Linked DNA regions of Ovis aries: region 1 is linked to region 2. Evidence: chromatin contacts called from public Hi-C data. All regions are on one chromosome and are shown on one strand. The core of a region is the stretch at or near the end of the contact, and the rest is flanking DNA. Distances in the headings are between cores, read along the strand shown. Region 1 overlaps LOC132659744 (a long non-coding RNA gene). Region 2 has its middle 73 kb from the start of TRNAC-GCA.

The links. Hi-C and Micro-C count contacts between places; a contact is called where the count stands out from the background.
Region 1: a Hi-C map of tail adipose tissue shows a contact between it and region 2, with 5 times the contacts expected there. The contact joins two enhancer-like sites. A contact is called at or near these places in 6 of 16 Hi-C or Micro-C datasets (liver, muscle, omental adipose tissue and 2 more).

The regions. Positions count from the first base shown.
Region 1 is chr4:72,095,114-72,100,727 of ARS-UI_Ramb_v3.0, forward strand. The region is part of intron 2 of LOC132659744 (a long non-coding RNA gene); the gene reads right to left. Among named protein-coding and RNA genes, the nearest start is that of TRNAC-GCA, 100 kb to the right of the region's middle. Within about 2 kb of position 3,813, at least 3 of the 54 cell types and tissues checked have an H3K27ac peak or open chromatin away from gene starts, as enhancers often do. A contact at or near this core is called in tail adipose tissue, where this site is marked.
Region 2 is chr4:71,669,766-71,675,139 of ARS-UI_Ramb_v3.0, forward strand. No RefSeq gene overlaps it. Among named protein-coding and RNA genes, the nearest start is that of TRNAC-GCA, 73 kb to the right of the region's middle. Within about 2 kb of position 3,861, at least 6 of the 54 cell types and tissues checked have an H3K27ac peak or open chromatin away from gene starts, as enhancers often do. A contact at or near this core is called in tail adipose tissue, where this site is marked.

The DNA.
Region 1 (5,614 bases), core at 2,563-5,062, 430 kb after region 2:
AATATATTTCCACACCCACAAGTTTGTAATTGCCAAACTTTTGAAGGCTCAAACTGATCATGAAAATGAAAGCAAAATCCATGACCTAAATTAGAACAGTCATTCACAAATTAGCAAACCTGGGGGCTAAGCTCCCACCTCACTCAAAGGAAGAGAAGACTTGCCATTTTCTTAGGGAGACAGTAATGTCTCACTCCTACGTAGAAACTCTTTTCCCCAAGCAGCCCATGTAAGGACCTATTTGTGCATCCTTATTTACCATCCTACCATCTCTCTGGGCTAGCTGAGGAGGCTCCTGAAGTCAAACGGGGAAACCTCAGCACAAGGGAAGCCTAGACTATAGACCAGGTGACCCTGAGTTGGAACCTTGCTTCTGCTACTGACTTAAAGTTGTTTAACCTCCCTCACAATCCCTTTCCTACTCTGTAAGTTGTTCATGGGCAGGAGGAGAAGGGGGCAACAGAGGATGAGATGGTTGGATGCATCACTGACTCAGCGGACATAAGTTTGAGCAAACTCCGGGAGGTAGTGATGGATAGGGAAGCCTGGCATGCTGCAGTCCATGGGGTCACAAAGAGTCAGACACGACTTAGCTACTAAACAACAAGATGTTCATAATAATTCTGCAGAGAGTTTAGTGAGGAGTAAATGATTAGCATGGTGCCTTAGTGCACACACTGAGGGCAAAATGAGTTTGCCTGGAGAGAATACTGGTGTTTGAGGATTCCTCCCACTGCATCTTTGGCCATCGTTTCAGAATTTCCTAGTTTCCTTCTTTAGTCCAGCGTTTAAACACAATTTTATCCTGGAATCACCAGCAGAGGTCACTCAAGGACAAAATGAATTCTTACCAACCCCAAAGCTTACTTCTAAGTTGAGAACTGCATCATGATAGTTAAAACAGCATATTTTTTTATAACACTTGGTTTTAACATTATTTGAAATTGCCTATTAAGAGCTACATCACAGCAATACAATCAACATTCTGCTCACAGCATTTTCTTCGCTTAAAGTCTGTGTGAGAGAGCCAGCTACACATCTTCTGGCTAGAGAAGCAGAGGATACAGTAAGGAGAAGAGGGGTGGGAGAACACCATCACGTTCCAGTGACACAGGAGGAGTCTAAAATGATGATCAGATCAGGCAGAAAGGACCCAGGCCTGCACCTGCATAAGCAGGGAAAGAGTGGCTAGTGGAAGAGCCAAGACTGGGTGTGAGTTCTGATGGTCTGGTGATGATTTTGAGAAAAGACTCGCTTGTAGTATATATTATACAATAAATATGTGTGAATAGACTTAAGGTCACTTAAAATGAAACAGAGACATTATGAATGTCACATTTCATGATTTAGGTTTTTGGGTTTTTTTTTAGTTACAAATACACAGTACTTCACAGTTTAAAAAATGCTTTAATATCTATTATGTTATCTCACTTTCAAAATAATCTCAGGAGGGTGCAAGGTCACAAACACTTCTTCTGGGCAGCTGCCTTATCTGATGGTGTTTTGAATCTACCTAAGGTCATCGGACATAAGAGACACTCAATAAATATTTGTTGAATGAATGATTAAAACCGATAAAACTAGAACATGAATTACTTATTTTCACACAATTGTATTATTTGCATAGTAAATTTAGTATACAAATTTATCTGCTTTTTTGGCCACCATTCTAAATGGCAACAATATCTAAGCAGGCTATACTTTTAGACACTCATCAAACTTGGTAAAATCCAGCACAGGGCCTCAGTGTGGCTACCTTCCTCTATGACGTTTATGGAAGTTAAAAATCTTGCAGTGGACTTGACGGCTAGAAGGCTGAAGATTCTACACCAGTACGTGTCCGGGCTTTTGCAGGATTTACCCCAGGCCACTCTCATGGAGACCACATTTCGTGATGGCCCTCTCTGTTTGGCAGTGGGAAGGAGGGATGGGCTAGGCAGGAGATGTCACATTCACCATAGCACTCAACAGAATAAATAGAGCCAACCAGTAAAAACAATGATGTAGCCACTGGGTACATACAACACTAAACTGCTTGGGTATGGAGGAGGCTCACACATTCCTGGTGAAGAGCAGAGGAATAAACAAACACAGACAGTGGAGAATAATTAAACTGCCTACACGGTATCCCAGCAAGATTGTTTGAGGAGTAAAGATGAAGGTGACTTGTTAAATAGGTGGTAAGTTAAATATAACTATTGGGAGACTTAGATTTAGGAAAAGAAAATCATAGAATTATGAATCAGAGATCATCAAGGTTTTATTCATCTATGTTTGGTTCATATTTGTTCCAACTGAATTGGACAATCAGACAATTCTAATTGTTAGAAATTTTTTTCAAATTTTGGCTCCTTTCAGCTTTTGTCAATCGAAGATTATGCAGAACAACTGTGATCTTTCTAAGTGGCAACGCTTTAAATGCTTAAAATCTAGTCCTTCCAGTTTTCTGCAGAACAAGCACTTTCCGTTTTTCTTAGTTTCCATGTGTTATGCTGCCAACACTTCACCCTTCAGCTCTTGTCTTTTGGCCAATGGACTTCTTCAAAGAACTGTTCAACAAGAAAATTCAAAACTGTGGGCCTTAATGAAGCCAAACCTGGTCATGAGCATCCATAACCAACACCAAGTTTATCACCTCTCAGCAGAGTTTACCTGTCTCTCTGGTCTCCCTGTGACGAGATTTGAACTTGTAGCCCATTTCCTTTACAAAACTCGAAGTGCACCAGCCACATAATCTATTCTCATTGGGTTCTTGTTTGCTACCAGCAGTTTTCAAGGGTGAGCAAAGGTGGGATAGAGTAGAAATCAGAGGAAAAAAAATGAAATATAAAGGTGGAAAATAATTTACCTGGCTGACACTGTTAGCCAATGCCCAAGGAATGAATAACATCCCAACATCTTGCTCAGGAGGATTTAACTTTTTCCTTAGACGAGACCACACCGCTTGTAGAGATAGTTTGGCAACTGGAGATCAGAGGGAGACAGCCTGCGCATTTCCTGATCTCCTGGAGAAGAGTTGGCCTCCCCTCTGTGCAGGGATCTCTCCGCTCACCCAGCAACAATCAAGTGCCTGCCTCCCAGCTGGGTTAGAGAGCAAACCCTCATATCAAAGGGGATCTGGCCACCAGGTGTCTTGTCTTACTTGCCAACTCCCTTTCAACAACAGCCAGGATGTGAGCTATGCCCTTGATGGGCATAAATGGATACGGTACATGCTCTCATTCATTACGGAAGAAGGAGGAAGCTTGAACCTTGGAAAGCATGGGGTTTTGTCCAACAATGGGTGAGGATCAGAACTGTAAGCAACGAGAGGGGTCCTGAGACACAGGCCAGACGGAGGCCAAACACCTGGCAGGGTTAGTTCATTGCCAATAATTTGATTCCACTATAGGTTATGCATTTTGTATCAAATGTAGGTGGTTGAGAAATGACTAGGTTAAAAATTGCAGTAACCCACACCACAACTTGCTCTCTTGCCCCATGTCTCTCTCACTCTCCCTGTCTGCATCTCACACACACATACACACATACCACAATGAACACAATGAAACCTTCCTTCTCAGAGGAAAATTGCAGTGATCCATCTCCTAGCAATCTATGAGAAGGGCATCACCCAGGAAGGACAGATTTCTGCTGCCCCCATGGCAACTGGCCACTGTCCTCACTGGCCTGAGCCCTGGGTCCATCAGCTGCTCTTTGTGGATGATAGAGTATGGGCTGGCAAGTCGGTGATTTTCCACTGGAGAAGCTAAGAAAGGGGCTCACCCCACCCCACCCCTACTTCCCTAGTCACTCTGGCTCTCTCTCAGGACAGCTTGCATCTTAGCCGAACGTGACGAAAGAAAGTTGGCCCCAGAGGTGTCTCCGAGTGTCTCTGCCCAGAACTAGAGAGAAGTTTTTGGCAGGACTTCCAAGCTACAAGCAAATTCCTAACAGGGTTTGGCAGATCACAAACAATTAGGTGACTGCACTCTATAATCAGCCCACGGGGACGGCGAGGCTGTGTGACAGCCAGATTTCTGGTGAAATGTTGCTTTGGTTGGAACCAAGGAGCTTTTCCTTCAGCATCCCCAGGCCTCAAGGAAGCTGGAAGGAACACCAGAACTGCTTATCTGGGGCAAATCTGGATTGTCAGCGATCACAGAGGAGCTTCAAAATGGCAACCATGCCAAGTCTACCAGGTCTCCCAAACCCACAGGGATTGTCTGCTGGGAGAGAGGCACACTGCGTCCTTGAAGGCAAAGAGCCCCCCTTTGCATCTTGTTCCAAACCTATGGAAACTGTGAGGCCTGGTAGCTAATCAGCTTTCCTAGCAGCAGGGAGAAGTGAGCTGAATGCTCTGTGGGCCTGGTGCCTGCCTCCAAGTCACAGGGAATCAAGTCCAAAATGGAGAGACTTCCTCTGACTTGCAGCCACAGGAATTATCCACACCTTCCAAGAGGGCTCCTTCCCAGGTCAGGGGTTGGGAGGGAGGCTGTGAACCATCTGTGAGTAGTGGGTGTGCCTCAGCTGGGCTTTTCCAAGGGCAGCCCCCACAGAGGGCCTCAGGGCCAGAGTACAGAGGTCCACCTGGGTACCCTGGCATGGGGCCTGTCCGCAGCCTTCGGAGCACTCTGCACGCACCCAGGTCTGCTACCCAGATGTGACGGCAACTTGACCTTCCCAGCCATCGCTCGCCACATTTCCCCAGACAGGAGAGACCAGGGACTCCAATTTGCCCACGGTCCCTTCAGGTCCAATGGCAGATGGGCTGCCCCCTAGTGGAGCACAGGCTCTGACAAAGGTGGAAGAGATGATTCTGGCACTTCCTAAACGGACCGCAAGTCAGTTCACAAAAATGGAGAATGAAAACAAGAAACCTATTAGGTTGCAATCTCTTTGGGGAGGGACTCCGTTTCTAAAGGGAGCTTACATGCCATGGAAACAAATCCCAGAAGCCCAGTTTCAGCTTATTAGCGCTAAATTGGCCACAGCAAATGAGCACTGCAATTGTCAGTGACCTGAGGTTTTATAAGCACACTGGGACTGTTTGCAGAGATTTTACATGCTCCCTGCTGAGCAGCTGTGGGGAGGCAATGAGACCCGCTATTCCATTTCCAAAGCCCAGAATAGCAATGAAGCCACCCCATGGTGCCCCTCCATGCAAGGGTCTCCCAGGGCCAGAGGCTTCCTTGCAATCTTTGCCCTACACCTTAGCTTTATTGAAAAGGCAAGAACCAGAAGTAAAAGGAGCCTTCATATCTGTTAAAAATGGATTTGGAAGAGCCGTAGTTTGGCAGGGTAATGGTGAGAGTGGCCCATGAAATTTAGTGCTAAGGGGCAAGAGAGAGTGTCTAGTCTAGTCCCCAGCACTACGACAGGGTAGGGGGAGGAAGGCATGGATGACTGTTGAAGTGAGCGGAAAACTATCCTCTTGCCAATAGTACACAGCAGGGAACTCTGGCAGGGAACAAAGTCCAAAGATGCCTTATTTTGTTATTATTTTCTGTCTTCTCTCATTAAACATTATCTTTTGTGGAGTTTACATCCTAAAGACAGATGAAAAATATGTGCATGCATGCTTCCAGTAATTAAATATCTGATCGATTCTGGGAAGGAAATAAGCAAGAGGTTG
Region 2 (5,374 bases), core at 2,611-5,110:
CTGAAGTCTACTCCTATCTAAAAGCCGTTCTCTCTTTCTTCCTTTCGTTTTTCTTTTAAACAACAGAAGGCACAAGGAAAAAGCTATCACAAGTGGAAATTTCAGAGTTGTGTGTTCGTGTGCTTAGTGTGTGCTCTTTCCCCTCTGTCCTGGAGGGGACTGGGATCACAGACTTGCCATTTCTGAGAGCGCCCTGCTATGGAAGAATGTAACTTATTACTTCTGGCTGATGGGGCTGGGAACCGACAGACCTCGCAGTTTGTTTTCCTTTTTTCTTTTCTTCAGCCCCTTGCCCCCCAGCACTGAAAAGATAGTGTGTACTCTGTTCCTTATATTGACAGTCAGGGTTTTATTTATTCTAATGACTGCTTCAGTGAGAGCATACAGCTCTGAGCAGAGAGAACAAGGTCCTCTTGGTCCACATTGTGGTGAGGTGGGCTAGCCGTTAAAGTTAGCGTAGCCTCTGGCCAGAGAGCTGAATACACAGCTCCCCCTCCCGTGAAAACACTGTCCCTGGAAAACATCATGTGGGTCTGAGTCATTCTCTGGAGAACCTGTTCCTCAGAGTTTGGTTTGGCAGTTCAGGCAGATATAATCCTTCCTTTCATATTTTCCCTGCCCTTTTGAAGAGTAATCATTTTCAGTCTCCTTATATGAGGGGCACTTTGAGAGATGGCCTTGAACCCCATGGAGGAAGTCTCTTTGGCTTGGCTTTTGGGGACTTGGCGAGATTTGAGGCTGTCGCAGATGGGGACTGCACCCTTTGAATGAAGTGTTACACAGATGTGTAAGTGAATCCATGAGAACAGAGGCTGTCCACTGCAGATGTTAGGGAGTTAGAGAACTCTGAGATATGTGTCAGTTTGAAGACAGGCAAGATTTCCTTTAGGTGTAGCTGGTGTGTACGATTGCCCTGGAATTGGCCTCAACTCATCCGTGCTTGGAAATAATGGTAGTTATCTGACCACTGAAAGTGTAGTGCAACTTAAACCAGGGGCAGGGAATACATTTTATGGGGACTATAGATGGGGCTTGGGCAAGCAGTCTGTATGTACATCCTGTATCTCAGAAAGACGATGGATAATTGATCAGACTTCTTCAGAATTTTGTTTTTTTAGATCATGTAAGTCTAATAGAAATATGATGTGAGCTACACAGGTAATTTTTCATTTCCTAGAGGCCACATAAAAGTTAAACATGAAATGATTTCATATTTTTAATTTCACTCATTATCTCTAAAATATCTTTTTAATGTATATTTGGTATCAAGTTATTGATAACATATTTTACATACTCTCTTTTTTTCTCCTCACATCTTCAAATATCTGATGGGTGCTTTATATTCACAGAACATTTCAATTCACATTTCAAGAGGTCAGGAGCCACAAGTGGCTAGCATCTGCTTTATTGGACAGTGTGGTTCTAGAGGGGCTTGCCTGGTGGGGCTAGAGTTAAAGAACCCACCTGCCAATGCAAGAGACATAAGAGATGGAGGTTCGATCCCTGGATTGGGAAGATCGTCTGGAGGAGGGCATGCAACCGATTCTAGTATTCTTGCCTGGAGAATCCCATGGACAGAGGAGCCTGGTGGGTTACGGTTCGGGCCAGGGGTTGCAAAAAGTTGGACAAGACTGAAGCGACTTAGCATGCACGGATATGATTCTAGAGAATTCCAGTTCTATAAAGTAGACATGCATGTGTAAAGTCAATAGCAGATTTCCTCTCAAATCTCCATTAAGCTCGACAGAACTTTTAAATATCAGAGAAAAGACTGAAGGAAATAGTTTGTAAAGCAGAAATGTATTTTTAACATTGTTATTTTAAAAAGCTTTAGAAAGGAGAATCCTAGATCCCATGCCATGAATTAAGGAAAGTCTGGTGTTTGAAAGAAGCAGATGATGACTTTTAGGGATTTTATTCTATTAAATTAAAAAGAAATTATAAAATGAATCCCTACTTGTTATAGAGCACCTAGATGATACGAAGTATAGAAAATAATAAAGGCCATCTATAACATCAGTACGCAGAGATGGCCACCATTCAGAATCTGGGATATTGCAGTTCCCACAGGCAGATTGTTCCTATAATTGTGACTATATGGCAAATGCACTCGTCCATCTTGCTGCTATCCTTTTAATGTAATTTCAGAGCATTTTAATATGTATAAAGCTCTTTGTAAGAATAAGTTTTTGTGTTGGGATGGTATTCTATCACGTGGTGGCCATAGTTTACTGAAGTTGGTGACCTTTGGTAAGGTGAATGTTGCAGTATTCTTATTAAATGGTGACCAAGACAAATAGACTACTTAATGGAAAAGTTGCCCTCCAGTGTGGTCATCCTCACCCCTCATGTGGGGAACTTGCCTTCTGTGACTGTAGTCACAGCCAGCAACCACCTCTGCTTATTTTTTAGAGGATAGATGTAAATATCTTAGAAAAGAATTGCCCTTCCTCATGCCTAGTCATCCACTTGCTCAATCTAGGTGTGTAGATACTATTTTGCCACAAGTGGATTATGACTTAAGGGTGAAAAGTAAATTTTTCTAAAGAGATTTTGAATGGGAAACAAGAACATTATGGAGATACTCATGAAGCATTTTCTTTCTGTCTTGTTGAACCCATGCCCCTTAGGAGCTCACAGGACCCACTGGGTATAGGTATGGAGCCACCTATGGTTAAATCATAGTTGGATTTATTTTTACTTCCCCCTTTGGCCCTGTTTCCCACCATTTGTCATTTTTTCAGGCTTTCATGACATAAATCTTGTGGAATGTTGGCTATGCACATAGCATGAAGGATTCAAACTCTCCCATTTCAGGCGGGTTGGCCAATGAAAGCAACAGAGGGTGGTGGAGATCGAGGGTAGATATGGCTGGAAGAGGCCGGGATAGAGGAACATATAACGATGAAAACAACAGCTCTGAGAGGGCTCCACTTCTGGAAGTTTAGCCAGGGGTGATTGCAATTGACTGATGAGCACCAGGTAATGATACAGTCCATTGGAAGTCGCACAATTATGAGCTGTCATTATATATTTTTTTTCTATCTCTATGAAAAGGCCTGTGAACTGCTTCTCTTGACACAATGCTTTTTGGGTATGGTATCTGGCTATGGTAGATGCCTTCTCTGGGGATCCAAACACTTGCCTTGAAGGAAAGCTCAGGACTGTCTTCCTGGGGCTGGTCTTCTCTTCTGTTAAGCTTGGCTCCCCAAACTTCCAAGCACAGTTGGGCTGGAGGGGGGTGGGGGCTCTTTGACAACTTTCTCTTTGGTCTCACACTTTCTGTCACAAAAGAGCTTTTCCTGACTTGTTGAAGAACATGAAGGCACGCAAGTGCTGGTGGGGTTTTATTAAGTTGGCAAATATTAATACAAGTTTACTTAAAACCAGTGGCTCTTCTCTCTCAGTCTGGCCGAGTTTACACTTTTTTTCCCCTGGAGCTCTTTTTTGGCCCAAGCAATTCAGGGCAAGGAGTTTGAAGGGTATTTTGTTTCTGAAGTGGGCAGTCTGTAAAATAGTGGACCTTTTAACATCACACTGACAGACACTTTCAGGGCTAATATAATTGATGTATTCATAGGAGCTTAACTAAAATAGCTTTCCAAAAGGGAGAAAAACTTGTCTTTTCACCTAAGCACTGACCGATTTGTGGTTTGGATGCTTACACGAGATGTTAAACAGACTCGATGGAAAAGGTTTGTTCGCCTCAAGTTTGCCTTTCCCTCATCTTGTAATTTTTGGCTGTGAGTCAAGTTTTTGTCCATTTCCCCTGCACTCCTTGGGTGGAGGCCAGAGCCACGGGCTTGCTCTCTCCATGGTGTTGACAGAGTGTTTTTCAGCTGTACCAAAGGCCACAGATTTTATGTCAGACTGCGAGATGCACAGCTTGATAAACATGTCTGCCTCTGGCGATTGGCAGCATTCTTTCTGGAAAAGAAAACAGAAATTGTTTTACATAAATAAGGAAAGTGGTGTGAATAGCATAGAATAACACGACTTGGAAGGTGTGCCTGAGCCCTGAACTTTTTTGCAGCGTGTTTTGGTCTTTAGCTTGCTTTATTTTTGAATTCTTTTTTCAGCCCACCGCCATATGATGGCTTTCAGTGGGCAGATGTGTCTGGTTCTGTAATGAACAAACAAATCAACAACTGATTTGTTTGGAAAGTTGGAGGGTGGTAAATAACTCCCGGATGGTGTTTTAAAAAAGTATCTTGGCTTTAGATCGATATTTTCTTTTTCATGCTGGATGAAAGGGCACCAAAGCACTTTTCATTCACTGTAGTTTAAAGACACTCCAGAACGCTCCCTCTCTGATATTTCCTAATGGAGATTTTTTTTTTTTAACATTGACTTTTTTCTCTTGGCCAGGGGTCAGGCCACCAAATTTGGGTAGGGGATCAGCACATGGTTATGACACAGTTCAGTTCCATGCTAATTAGAAAACTCACCCTTCAGGGTAGCAGTCAACTCTTTCCTGATTCCCACAATAGGAGGACTGGATAACTTCTTTTGACAACTCCTGATGTTCGGAGAGGACTCTTGGCTTACCACCTAAACTTCAAAGTCTCTTGTTGGGAAGGAAGAGGGGAAAACACACCCCAATGGCCAGCACTCTCTTCCTAAAGCTACTCTGCGTTTGAGCAGATGTCCTGGAAGCCTGCAGGTAGTACTGACTTTCAGGCTGACCCTCCTTTTGGAAGACTGATGGGAGGCCAGAGGGCTGTTTGGCAAGCCTGTGTGGACGTGGGGTCCAGGCCCAGTCTTTGCTATAGGTTCTGCCTCACCTGGATACTGGCTGCCGAAAGATGCAGGCTGTCAGGTCACTTGGAGATGGCTCACTGGATTCCTCAGTGGCGCTTAACATTAACCACCCCTTCCCTGGAACCAGCGTCAGTCCCCTGATGTCATTGCACGCCTATGATTAAACGCCAGCTCCTAGAGGAGCCCAGTGACAGGGAGGGTCATCAGTAATGGGTCTGAGAGAGGCTTCAAGGCCCAGGGTAATATTTTATTCATTATCAATGTCAGTGGAGGAACTGTGAATCTGTCTGTTGGTTGGGAGCCCTTTATCTGACACCTCCCCAGGGTCAGTGCTGGAGCTTCTGGTAGCTGAAATGTAGTTTTTGTTTGATGAGTGTGTGTGTGTGTTGGGGGAGGGGTGTAAACACCTCATAATAGTATCTTATCAGGTAACAGAGCTGGATAGAGGTGAGACAGGTCATCAGTTTCAATCAACTTTGGAGAGCAGCATCCAAAATAATAATTGGTGAGTCCTAGACATGATAAGTCATACATACATATAGACATATATGTGTGCTTGTATGTAGGCACATCTATGGTGGTGTTTTTGATGTTTTGGAATGAGCTTTGATTT